4 separate regions of the Gossypium hirsutum genome follow, and regions 1, 2 and 4 are each linked to region 3. Evidence: chromatin contacts called from public Hi-C data. All regions are on one chromosome and are shown on one strand. Each heading gives the region's core, a stretch centred on a gene start, on an enhancer-like site or on the middle of the called end of the contact. The rest is flanking DNA. Distances are from core to core; before and after follow the strand shown. Region 1 holds the start of LOC107909856 (histidine kinase 3). Region 2 holds the start of LOC107909855 (nuclear transport factor 2A). Region 3 holds the start of LOC107909858. Region 4 has its middle 15 kb from the start of LOC107908280.

The links. Hi-C and Micro-C count contacts between places; a contact is called where the count stands out from the background.
Region 1: a Hi-C map of leaf shows a contact between it and region 3, with 4 times the contacts expected there. The contact joins the promoter of LOC107909856 here to the promoter of LOC107909858 in region 3. A contact is called at or near these places in 7 of 34 Hi-C or Micro-C datasets (callus, hypocotyl and leaf).
Region 2: a contact with region 3 is called in a Hi-C map of leaf, with 2.4 times the contacts expected there. The contact joins the promoter of LOC107909855 here to the promoter of LOC107909858 in region 3. A contact is called at or near these places in 4 of 34 Hi-C or Micro-C datasets (all in leaf).
Region 4: a Hi-C map of leaf shows a contact between it and region 3, with 3 times the contacts expected there. The contact joins the enhancer-like site here to the promoter of LOC107909858 in region 3. A contact is called at or near these places in 15 of 34 Hi-C or Micro-C datasets (callus, fibers, hypocotyl and 3 more).

What each region holds. Positions count from the first base shown.
Region 1 is chrD02:56,366,641-56,369,685 of Gossypium_hirsutum_v2.1, reverse strand. It overlaps LOC107909856 (histidine kinase 3), which reads left to right and starts at 1,740. Exons shown (of 11, transcript XM_016837543.2): 1 at 1,740-3,045. The coding sequence starts at 2,888.
Region 2 is chrD02:56,277,742-56,281,115 of Gossypium_hirsutum_v2.1, reverse strand. LOC107909855 (nuclear transport factor 2A) reads left to right here and starts at 1,550. Exons shown (of 2, transcript XM_016837541.2): 1 at 1,550-2,163; 2 at 3,345-3,374. The coding sequence starts at 1,870.
Region 3 is chrD02:56,513,418-56,516,849 of Gossypium_hirsutum_v2.1, reverse strand. It overlaps LOC107909858, which reads right to left and starts at 1,836. Exons shown (of 2, transcript XM_041088845.1): 1 at 1,540-1,836; 2 at 1-1,424. The coding sequence starts at 999.
Region 4 is chrD02:56,648,103-56,651,241 of Gossypium_hirsutum_v2.1, reverse strand. No RefSeq gene overlaps it. Among protein-coding and RNA genes, the nearest start is that of LOC107908280, 15 kb to the right of the region's middle. Within about 2 kb of position 1,356, at least 8 of the 9 cell types and tissues checked have an H3K27ac peak or open chromatin away from gene starts, as enhancers often do. A contact at or near this core is called in fibers, hypocotyl and leaf, where this site is marked.

The DNA.
Region 1 (3,045 bases), core at 491-2,990, 150 kb after region 3:
AGATGCTTATATTTAAATACTTTACTCAATTAGTGTCACCCTTAATTGGGTCATCAACTAAATTATAAAATCATAAAGATGTATATTCTTTTAAATTATAATTAATATTAGGGTAAACTATCTCATTAGTCACTTTAAATAGTAGTCATTCTTATTTTGGTCACTCCAAAAAAAGAATTTGATCAAATTAGTCACTCCACCATAAAATGGTAACGAAAAAACTACTGGTACATTTTCATGTATTGTTTGAGGTGACCAAAATAGGAATGACCTTATTTAGAAAGACTAATAGATATTTTTTCCTAATATTAGTGTGACTAACATGGAATGCATAGTTAGCATTCCAATACCATTTATTAGTACTTGATCAATTTAATCAATTTCTTTTTTGGGTGACCAAATTACAAAAAAAAATTAGAGTGATCAAAATAAGAATTACTCCTATTTAGAGTGACTAATGGGGTAGTTTACCCTTAATATTATTATGATTGCTCTTTTGTTTTTTTTTTATTAGTTTATATCATCTTTAAATAAGAACATTACAAATTACAAATCCAAGGATCGAATGCATTTAATAGTATTAAAATAAAAAATTATTACCACCCCACTTATATTCATTATTAAATAAAATTTAAAAGAATATATTTTTAACATAACATATATCTTTATCTATGTATTTATTATCTTCGACTTTAATTGAGGTGATGCCACTCATCAATCAAATTTCAACCCAGTTGAGAGATTACTAAAAATACATTTTTTTTATATAAAGTAAGTTATATTATTATGAGAGTATTTTTGCTCATTTAAATTTTTATAAATCAATTAAAATTTATACACAATAAAATTAAAAAAAAACACACTATAAAATTAAAATTTGCATTTCAAGTTTCAACCAAAGCATCATAAACTTTTAATAAGTATATTTTGTTACATAATATTTTTTTTCATCTACATTATGGGTGTCATAATCTAGTTATACTTAAAATTTCTAATATAATTGGTGTCACGAATTAACTGAATTAGATTTTAAATATTGAACTTTATCATTTCAATTAAAATTTCATTTAATTTTTATATAAAATTTTAATAATATATTCTTTTAAAATTATTTCCCAAATGTACCATAATTTAATATATATTATTTTTCAACGTCCTTAAACATACAAATGGAAAAAAAACTCAAAAAATTTATATTTAATTTTTTTAGAAATTTATATTTGTTTTATGAATAGCACATAAATTAACACATTGTTAATAAATAATAAGATGTTAATTAAAAACTATTATTTTATTTATTTATAATAATTTTAAATGGGTAATTTATTTATGGATGATGCAAAATAGTATTGATTTATATATTTATTATTAAATTTATAAAATAGGGTAGTTTTATATCTTTTCATAATTATTATTATGGATATTTTAACAATTTAACCATTAAATTTTTCAATATATTTGTTCTTGTCATACAAGCAAACTTTTGAATCGATCAATATTTCTATCATATTGATCTAAAATATTATCTATATTAATATATATTTAGTTGTTTGAATTTTTTTTTCATAAAATGAATAGTTGGAAAATTTTAATTTATGCCGAACTTAACATACATGATCGAAGAATGGATATGACGGTTGGATTGACATAATATTAATCATATAAAAATTATAAAATTGTGTAAAACTATTTTTATTTTACACCGGTATAAATAAATCACCAATGATACTTAAATATAAAAAATATGGTTTTCTCATTTTATGCTGGGGGAGGTTCCAACTCTTATTAATTGAATTAGTTCATAAATTAAATAAAAGGGGAAAAAAAGAAAGAATAAGATAAGATTGCATTAGTGAACAGTGATAGTAGTAGAAAATGAAATGTTAAATTAAATACATTTGTAAGCATTGAATTTAAATTCATATTATTTTTTTGAGTAAAATAGTAGTAGTATTATTAAATTAGGGGGGGTTGGGGTGTCGTGAATGGTATGGGTAGAGATAATGGCCTATGCTAGCAGACATTTCTACAACCATATTCTTCTCATCTTCCTTTCATAGATTCTTTCAATCGTTGATGTCCATTAATCCCACTCTTCTTATGTTCTTCTTTTCCCTCTTCAACTACAGCAGCAAAGTGTCATGTTTAGTAAATAATAAGATTACTTTGTATTAAAAATCAGCTCGAAAATTCTGTTGATAGATCTCAACAGGGTGTTGTTACAGGTGAAGTTTGGGTCTGGGGGATCAAACAATAAAATCCACATGTTTAATTGCTGTCTTGGTGCTTGATTTTAGGAATTTAAGGATTTCCTGTCAGATTCTTTTGGCTTGAGGAAGATTATGTTAGCTAAGTTTTTATTGATTTGATATCTAGTTTTGGAACCCTTTTGTTTTTCTGGACATTTTGGCCTAGTCTTTTTCTTGTTCTGGGATTTGGGTGGTGGTTAGAAAATTGAAACTCAGAATCTAGAGGGATTCTTTCATTCTCTCTCTTTCTCTTTTTCTTTTATGGTAATTGTGAAAAATTTCCATGGTCTTCCTCAATTCAAGGTCCTATATCTTGCATTTCTCAGTTATTAGAGGGTGTAGTGCTGGATAAGATGGCATCTTTTGTTTTTTTTCTTTCCCGCACGGTTACAACACCTTCTGTCTTGTAGTCAATTTGGAGTTTGCTGGGTTTGTTTTTTTAAATATTTTATTCTCTTATCCCAAGGTTCTTGAGGTTTTCTGGTGATGTTGGATTTTACTAGACAGTTTTCTATAGATTTGACAATGGGTCTCTCTCTTTTCTAGCTGGAATTAACAAGCAAGTAAGACCCACTTTCAGGCTAAGGGCGGGGGTTACTGTTTGCTTAGTTAGCTGGTAATTGGTCACTGTTTCTTGGATGAGTTTGCTCCATGTATTTGGGTTTGGTTTAAAGGTGGGGCATCTGGTTTGGATGTTATGTTGCTGGATAGCATCTATGATTTTAATGAACTGGTCCATTAATGGTGAATTTAAGGACCCCAAGGCTGGTCTCCTTGGTGATAGTGGTAGCAAGAT
Region 2 (3,374 bases), core at 301-2,800, 240 kb after region 3:
AGTAGAGGTGTCCATAGGTAGAGTCGGGTCGGGTTCTGACCGAGCCCAATCAAAATCTAAGGCTCGATTGGTAAGCTTGGGCCTTGCTCGACCCAAAAAATAAGATTAAATTTTTGTTAAAACTCGGCCCTGATTATATATATATGAAACTCAAGCTTTGATGAAATGAGGTAAGCCAATGTGTATATATATTCTTGCTTCACAAAACCCCTTAAAACGTTTACTATTTTTCTTTATTATGCTTGTTTAGAATAATATGATATAAATAAACTAATTTTATCAAAGAAAAGAAGACGACGAAAAAGAAATTGAGATGGGTGATTTTCTTTCTAAACAGACCATCCATGGCCGCCGCACCGTTACAAGTTTCTACTTTCGGAGAGGGAAGCACTGCTTCGATTAATGATAGTACTAGTCATAATAAGCCTTCCCAACTATAAAGAAAACAATCTACAAAGCAGAAGTATGGGTTTATTGTTGATAACTTCTCAACCTTCGATCAGGTTCCCTTTTTTTTTTTCTTTTTCCTCTCAACTTGAAAATAAAAGAAAAGAAAACTAGGAAGCAGGAAGAAGTAGTGGTGACAAATGAAGCAGGAAGCAGCAGTGGCGAAGAAGTATGAAGCAAAAAATAAATTTAGTCATTAAAGATTAGGGAAGGGGAAATAGAGATCGGAAAGGGAATTAGGGATTGGGAAGGGAAAAAGGAATATGAGGAACTTGGTCTGCTGGGAACAGGGTAAAATATTTAGGTTAATAAAATCAGGCTAGGCTTGGGCTGAAAAAACTTTACCCGAAGCCTAATTTATTTTTTAAATGGGCTTTATTCTTAAGTATAAATTCAATTTTCAAGCTTATATAGGTGTACGACGCGATCGATGGACTAAGTATAATGAACAAGCGGTCAGAGGCGGGTGGGGTGGCTTTCCTATGGGTGGCATGAAGTATGTTAGTGGTTGATTATGAGGTGATTAACTGGAAGTTCATCTGTAGGGGCCTCTTAGATCATTTCTCTTGGGGTTACATATCTAACCAGAGCAGGGGTATAACAAAAATGTTTATAATTTTTATATATTTTGAAATTTTTTAATTTTAAATTACTTGCTGAGTGACATACACAACAAAATAGTAGCACGGAAATTATAATGTACTTGTACATATGGTATAATTTCTAATGGTTTTGTTAAATTGTAGTGGAAATTTTTCAATTTGATAAAAACTCAAAAGATAAAAAGGGTTCAGGATAGTAAAAAGGAAAAAAAAGCAGATGCTAAATTGACAAAAGTTATAAATGTTAGAGGTTAAACTGGTAATTATACTTCAATTTTAAACGGAATTAATGAAAGAAAAGTTATCCAATGGACTGAAAATGAGTCATTCAAAAAGTAAAGATTCAATCAAACAAAAGTAATGAATTAAATCCAAACAAATTGATAAGTAGAGGGACTATTCTTAAGATTTACCAATAAATTTGCTTGGCTTAGCTGCGTTACATTGACGCAAAGAAAAGAGGGTTTATAAGAGAGGGGCCTTTCTACAGTGACTGATAAATAAAAGAAATGAAAAAAATGAAATTTAGAAAAACACTCCGGCAGGCATCCACTGTTTGATTTTGATATTAATTTTTTCATGATTCAAAATGAACCGTTGGATAAATCCTCCTATAAATACACATTATTATTTATTATTATAAATAAGAAAAAAAGAGAGAGATAAAAAAGGAAAACCCTCTCTCAAATCTTGGCTCGCCAGTCGCCTCTCTTTCTTCTTCTGCTTCTTCTTCTTCATTCTGTTGGCTGCTGCTGCTGCTTTGGTGGCGTGATTTAGAAGCCACAACTCAATTTCATATAAAGAAAAAAAAAAGAGTGAGATGGATCCAGACGCAGTAGCCAAGGCCTTCGTCGAGCACTACTACTCCACATTCGATGCCAACCGGGCCGGTTTAGCCAATCTCTACCAGGAAGGTTCCATGTTGACCTTCGAAGGTCAAAAGATCCAGGGCTCTCAGAGCATCGTGGCTAAGCTCACCAGCCTTCCTTTCCAGCAGTGCAAGCACAACATCACCACCGTCGATTGCCAGCCTTCCGGCTCCGGCGGCATGCTCGTATTCGTCAGCGGTAACCTCCAACTCGCTGGCGAGCAGCATGCTCTCAAGTTTAGCCAGGTATTTTCTTATTAGCTCAGCCATCTACTGCTGATCTTATGTGTCACTCTTGAATTCATCGGTTATATCCTTGTGTTAATTTCACGATTCCATTTCATATTGGTGGAGTGGATCTTTTAAGTTGGTGTTTTGATCTGACTGAAGTGGGAGCGGTAATCGAAATGTTCTCTATGGGATCTTAATAATGGTCCTATCTGTGATGTTTAAGCCTTAATGCTCATCGGATTTGCTTAAGATTACAGTTCCAGGAATTGCACATTTTTCATTCATTTTGCATCTATATTGATGGGATTGGTTAAAGTAAAAAAAATGTTATTTCGGCTATAAACCCGATTTCATTGTGCATAATACGTTTTGGAAGATGTGGATTTGTTTTTGGATCCACCATCTTTCCATAGAACCTGCTCCACTTTTACTTTGTTTTGCAACCTGGAACTGCACATTTACATGTTCCTTGTCATCAATTATTTGGACCCTGTCGCTCCTGGATATTCCTCTCCTCTTGCTATAAGCGTGGTGTGGGCCGTAGTTGTGTAGGTAATTGTACTATAGACTCTGCATTCAAGAGCTTGCTTTTGTTTCATTTTGTTTATTGCACCCTTTGCTAGTACTTATTTCATTTTTATACTTGTCCTTTTCGCATAAGTGACAGAGGTCCTCTCAGTGCTCACTCTGAACAATTATCTGCCATCTCCCTTGATGTTGTTTCTTGCGACTCTACTGGATATAAAAGAAAATCCACTACCACACCCCCCCTCCTCACCTGGAGACATTGATGATTTCCTTATGGTTTATGTCTTTCATTCACGTGGAGCAAACTTATATATGTGTTTCATCTATGTTGATAGTTAAACAATGTTTATCCCAGATTACATTTTTTTTGAAGTACACATTTGTATTCAACATATTTTTGGGTATAGATATGGGGATATGAGCCTCCAAGATCCTCTAAATTTTATAACTTTAGGAAATTGAATATTCAGACATCGACATTAACACCCCAATTTGAGCAACATAGTAGTTAACTGTTTTATGTTGCCTAAAATTATGAATGCAAAGACATTATGTTTTTAATGTTATGTTTAGAAAACTAATAGATATTGCATCCACCAATGCCTTGGTTCAGTTTCATTAACAACTTTACTAACCTAGGTTGTCTTTATGTTGCATTCTGCTATCAGATGTTTCATTTGATGCCAACGCCACAGGGA
Region 3 (3,432 bases), core at 587-3,086:
TTCCTCCCGCTCTCTCCTCACTTTCTCATATGCCTGCTGAACCACACTAGCAGCTTGAGCTGCAGTTGAAGTACCACCTGTCCTAGAAAAGGGACCCCACTGGAAGTTGCTTTGACTATATGAATCATGACTAGCAAATCCGGCAGCACTATAAGAAGAGGAATGGTTTCTTCCTATATTATTTGAGCTTTTGTTACCTGCTTGACCATTTGAGTTATGCCGCTGCTGTGAAAATTTCCAAGGGGTTGGGGTAGATGTAGTTGGGGGAGCAGTTTCTACAGCCAAAAATGGCTCATGGCAGTTGGGGCACAATAGATTATGATTAAGATAAACTCTCAGATACTCATAATGCATCTTGCACCGATGACAGATAGTCCAGAAGGTATTTGGTTTTGGCTTATGAAATGATGCAGGGTTTGATGACTGACCAGCAGCAGTATTTGACGAACGACCAGAAGGGGTCGATGACTGAGCTGCATGAGGGTTACTACTCTTGGAAGTTTTCACATTTGAAGTGCTTGTCTTGGCAGCGTTGTAAAAGCCATTTGCCGCTTTTGACGCCTTTGAACTCCCACTAGGTGTTGGAACTGTTTGCGTTACTTTTGCATACCTCCTCTTGTCATATGCTGCTCTCCTACCCTTATCAGACAACAAACTCCAAGCCTCTGAAATAAGTTTAAATGCCCCTTCAGCTCCTATAGACTTATTTTTGTCAGGGTGAAGCATTAGTGCCAGTTTCCTATATTGCTTCCTCACCGATTCATCATCAGCCAGTGGATTCACACCGAGCACAGCATACCAATCTGCTTCTCCATTGATCTTGTTCTCCGCAGAAATATAAACATTGAGTGTTGCTATCATTTGGGGAATGCCATCCAGGCCAGGATACAAATTCTGGGCTTTCAAAGCAAATTTCTTTGCTCCATTAATATCCTTTGCTATGAACTTCTTCTCAGCAAGCTCTTTAGCTCTAGTGGCCTCATCCTTATTGCACTCCATTTCCCTTTCCCAGCGTTGCTCTCTGATAAAAGAGTCACCAGCAGACAACTCTTAAATATCTCAGCCACCCTCAACCTAGACTCTTTCCCGTACTTTACAAGAAAAGAAAAAGCCCAAGGCTTAATGAAAAACACCATACAAACACTGCCCAAATCATCAAAAATAGGAAAAATCATTCAGAAAAAGGGAAAGCGTACAAAAGTGCAAACAATACAAGTCAGGTCCTTCATCGAAGATTGAAATGCAAAGCAACAACTGGGTCAAATGCAATAAAATAAGAACATTCTCCAACGCGAATAATCCGGCAATTATCGTAGACGGATACGTCGAGTGGTAATAAAGAAATGTTCAAGAATCAAACTAATCCAAATAAACACGCAAGCAACATCCATGGATCTACGTTATAATCAAGCTTCTAACTCAGCCTATGCAAACAAAAAATTCAAACCGAACAAAGGGGGATCATGATTTATCAATTAAAACCCAGAAATTTTAGTACATCAAGCGATTAACTTATGAATAAAAGAGTTAAATTTTTACCTTACAATAAGAACAGCACTAGTAGATGGAACATTCTTTAGTACCAGAAAGACACCATGGACATACCTCCATCACCAATTTTTGTTTCCTTTTTATACCACTCTTTTCTCTATCAAACCTTTTTAAAAAAAAATCCCCAAAAACTGGACTTTTTCCCAAAACCCCCTCTTAACCCGAACAGGACAGGCCCCTTCCCTAATAACCAAAAACCATAAAAGGATTTTATTATGCTTTTTATGAAAATAGATTTGATGCTATGGGAATTTTCTTTGTGTTTTCGTTTTGCAATTTTTCTTGTTAGCCCTAACCATTTTTTTTTATATAATAATTGGTTAGGAGTCTTAATCCTGGTTAAATTTTAACTCTTTAAATGGGTTTTCTACTTTGCTTAATACATTATAATTGGTTGAGAATCTTAACCATGGTTAAATTTTAACTCTTAAATTGGTTTTACTACTTTACCAAAAACCAAAAATATTTTCTAAGTTCCTGTTTTTGGAATAATATAGTCATTTTACCTTATTATATTTAAATCTATATAAAATATCTATACTTACATAAAAATAGATTTTGGTGTCGATAAGTTAAGTGACAACAACTGAATTAGAAATTTATTGAAAATTAATTTTTTTGTAAGTTTATAAATAATATTAGAAATTCTATTATACATGTATACATGTGACAACTACATATTTAGAATATATATGTGTTTAAAAATAACATAAATAAATAATAAATCTTATGATTTGAAACTAATTAATAATAACACATGTGATATGTATGATATTCGAATGAAAAAAATTAGATTAAATTGTGAGTAAAATAGAATTTAAACACGTAAATATATTAGATTAAGAATATTAAATGCACTACAATTGTTTATTATGGTTTTATGATCAATTTTGAGTTGATGACAAGTAAACTTATGACACCAACTTAATTAATAAGATAATCAATATATACAATTGATGGATGTAATTGTGCACCTAATAAAATTAAAATGTATAAAACATTTTAAGATAAGCATTGGTTGAGAGGTAAAGTTAAAATTTTATCGGCCTAGATAACTCAAATCCCACAATATATGAAATATTTATTGAATTTAAAAAAAAATAAAAGACCAACATGCTTAGGGTAATATAACATTTTTAAATACATAATAACATTTTTATAATTTATCTAATTGAATTGGTGTTTGGTTGACTCGTAACACTAACTTAGTCAGGAGTTTAATAATAGTATAAATTATAGTAGATATATTTCTAACTGTAAAGATCTAATTTTCGTTGATATTAGAAAAGTCGATTTCGAGACTGAATTCAAGCTAAACCAAGAATTTTATTTGAAGAGTTCATGTGATGTATATCAACTTATAAAATCAAAGTGTCAAGTGATTAAATTAATTAGATATTAATTATAGTATACAGATTAAATTGCAAAGTGATTAAGTAGAGAGAATTGATTAAGGATTGAGCAAAGACTTTAATGGTAATTTTTCCAAGGACTTGTTTGTGATTTACGGATAGTTAAAACTTGGCTAGTGGCATGAGATGATCTTGGTCATCCCTTCCCACTTGCTTAATTAAGGAAGAATAATAACCATTAGATTAGTGATTAGTAGTTTAATTAAAAGTTGAGTATATATATATATATATATATATATATATATAAGCGAGTGGAAAGAGGAAATGATAACATTTTTTTTCTTTCGTTCATCTTCTTTTCTCCCAACGTGAATAAGAAAAGAAAAGGAAGCTTAGGTTTCTCCATTGCCAACCACTTCTATGTAAGGTTAATTGTTGTTTCTGATAGAAAAAAAAATTATGTTTGAAAACAATTTTCTTGCACAGTGGAAAAATAAAAATTTTGAAAATCGGGCCAGTTTGTGATATC
Region 4 (3,139 bases), core at 107-2,606, 130 kb before region 3:
GTGATAGATTACTAGTTTTAAATACGAATTTGAATGATAGTAATGTTGCGGAATTAATTGATTCAAGCAGTAGAACATGGAAAAAGGAGTTGATAGAGTATACCTTTCCGGAGGATGTAGCCGACATGATTCTCAGTATCCCGCTGGCTGAAAGACCACATGAAGATTTCCAAGTATGGAGTGCTGAAGCGTCGGGTGAGTTCACAGTTCGTAGCGCCTATAAACTATTACAAAGTATTGCAAATGATCCTAGAGCTTATGCTTTACAAGCTGACTATAAAGACTTCTACAGGAAATTATGGCTACTTAATCTACCTTCAAAAATAAAAATTACACATTGGAAGATCTCTTGGAATTTCCTAGCTACTCGAGTTTAATATGCTACTTAGACGACTAACGGATACATCAATGTGTCCTCGTTGTGGCTCTAGATCTGAATCTATGGAACATTTTTTTTCGAGAATGCCCTGTTACAATATCAGTGTGGAGAGAGTTATCATTTCATAAATATGAGCAGGAAAACCAGATGGGGTTTCTACAGTGGTTAACCTGGGTTTTTACACAAAGCTTGGCATCCCAGCGTCGGATCTTCTGTGTTGCAGTATGGGCCATTTGGGGAGATAGGAATAACAGACTGCACAACAAAGGGAGTAAATCTGGAAAAGAAATAGGGAGATTTGTTAATAGCTACATTTTAGAGTTAGATTCAGTTGGTAAAAATAGTCGACAAACTTCCATAACTGTTAAAAAATGGAAAAACCAATGGACAGTTTTGTCAAAATCAATTTTGATGCAGCATATGAAAGAGGACAAAATAAAGCGGCTATCGGAGTTGTGGCCAGAGATAAAGAGGGTTCAGTTCTCTTATCTTGTTCGGAGGTTCATCAAAGGGTTTCCTCAGCCTTTGGAGCGGAAGCAATCGCGTGTCGGAAAGCTCTCCAGATCAGAGTTCACATGCAGTGGGAAAGAGTTATTATTGAAGGAGACTCTTTATCAATAATAAAGAAATGCAAAACAAAAAGCCCAGATAAATCACTGGTTAGTGCGCTTATTCATGACATCCATCAGCTTTTGTTATATTTTAAGGAATGTAAGTTCGAGCATATCCCAAGATCAACAAATAGCCTCGCGCATATTTTAGCAACTGAAGCGATTAAGATTAACAAAGGAGGTTACCTGGTCGGACGAGTCCCTGGAGTTGCAGAATTTCAAGCAGAAAACGAAAGGGTGAGAGAACCAAATTGAAGCAGGAAAAGGGAGAAATGGAGGAAAGGAATCGGAGAAGGGCAGATATCAAAGTGACTATACAAAGCTCTCGGGTGATTCAAAACGTCTTGAAGTAGAAAAGATGTTGAAGTGACAAGATGTGTATTGACTTTTAATACTGATTGGGCAGATGGAACGGCTGAATTAATGTGCTGTAGAGATTGTTTCCTTTTTTCATTTTCTAGGTGATTAGGTTTCCTTTTAGTTTGTTTTGTTTTTCCTTTCGTTGGGCCTAGTCTGGTTACTAGGCTTGCTCTATTTATTTTTCTAGGACTATTTGTGTAATTAATAGTTTAATTAAAGCCCAATCTGTGATTTATCTCAAAAAAAAATTCGAAAGAACCCATTCTTGAAAGAAACTCTGTTAAATTGTCCACGTGATGGAAGGCCATAACATTTATTTTAGGATTTAATTAGGTACATCATTCCGCTATAAGTCCAAAGTTGAGCTATAAACCATTAAAACTAAATTAACATTTATCGTTACGCTATAATATTTTTCAATAGACACCAAAAATTCATATTTATCATTAGCAAATTATGTAACACGAGAAAAATGAATATAGAAAAAATTATTAATAATTAAAATTTTTAAAAAATTAATTAAAGATGATAATTCATAAGAAGTAGAGGCAACAATAGCATTATTTGCATAAATTTTAGAATTTCTACATTTATTATTCATTTTTAATGTGCAAAATTTTATATGATGAAACAAGCCATTTATAAAACTAAAAATATATTTGCTTACAAGAGAGTTTATAGGTATTTTGGATGACAACTATAAAATAAAAATTTATAAAATTAGGCTAAATAAGTTAAGTATGTCTTATTCTTTTTTTTAGTTAGCCTTTTAGGTCGTTTTTTTTTAAATTATGGAAATAGGTCAATTTTGGAGAGAGTGTGTAAAAGCACATTCAGCTGGGGACACTTTCCTCCAACGGTCATTTTCCCTAACGACTTTTTAAACATTGGAAATGGTAAAATTATTTAAAAAGGCCAACGGTAATATTTTTTTCCTATAAATACCAAGTCATTTTTTATTCTTTTCACTCAAATCCAAGTCTCTCTCTAAACTCTCAATTCTCTCAACTCTCTCAGTTCTCTCAATTCTTACCATTTTTATTCGACATTTTCTTACACACTTTATTTAAAATACTATAGTTTTATTTAATTATTTTGTATATTCATTTCAGTTAAAATTTCAGTAATGACAAGCTCTCTAATTCGTTTCAGCAATAAGCACATTTCCACCGCTCAAGTGATAATGGTAAGGAGAAATTTTAAATTTCGTTATTTTCAATTAAGTTAAATTTAAAGTTTTTAAAATTTTAAAATATTTTATTTTTAATATAAATAGGCGGATGATTGTGTTTTGGAGGGGTTCATACATAATTTGTCAAAGAGCTCAAACACCGAAATTCATGGTTACTTACAAAACGTGGGATTCTTGCATGCGTTTTGTATGCTCGGGGGCTATAAACTCGACCCTACACTCATCAGCGCTAGGTGGAAAGATGGAGACTGGAGACACACACTTTTCATCTTCCATACGGTGAGTGTACAATCACACTCGAAGAGGTAGCTTTACAATTAGTTTACCAATAGATGGGCCAGTTGTTACAGGGTCAACAATCATTCTCGGTAAAGAGGTCCTTTGCGAGGCATTTTTGGGAAGATGTCGGACAAGTTTCAAGGTGACTGGATAAATATGAAGTGGTTGGAAACTAATTTCAAATATCTTCCTCTAAACACGCCCAACGTCGTCAAAGAATAATACGCCTGAGCATTCATCTTAAGGTTAATCAAGGGCATTCTAATGCTCGATAAATCTCAAATTTTGGTACACATAAGGTGGCTACTACACCTAGTC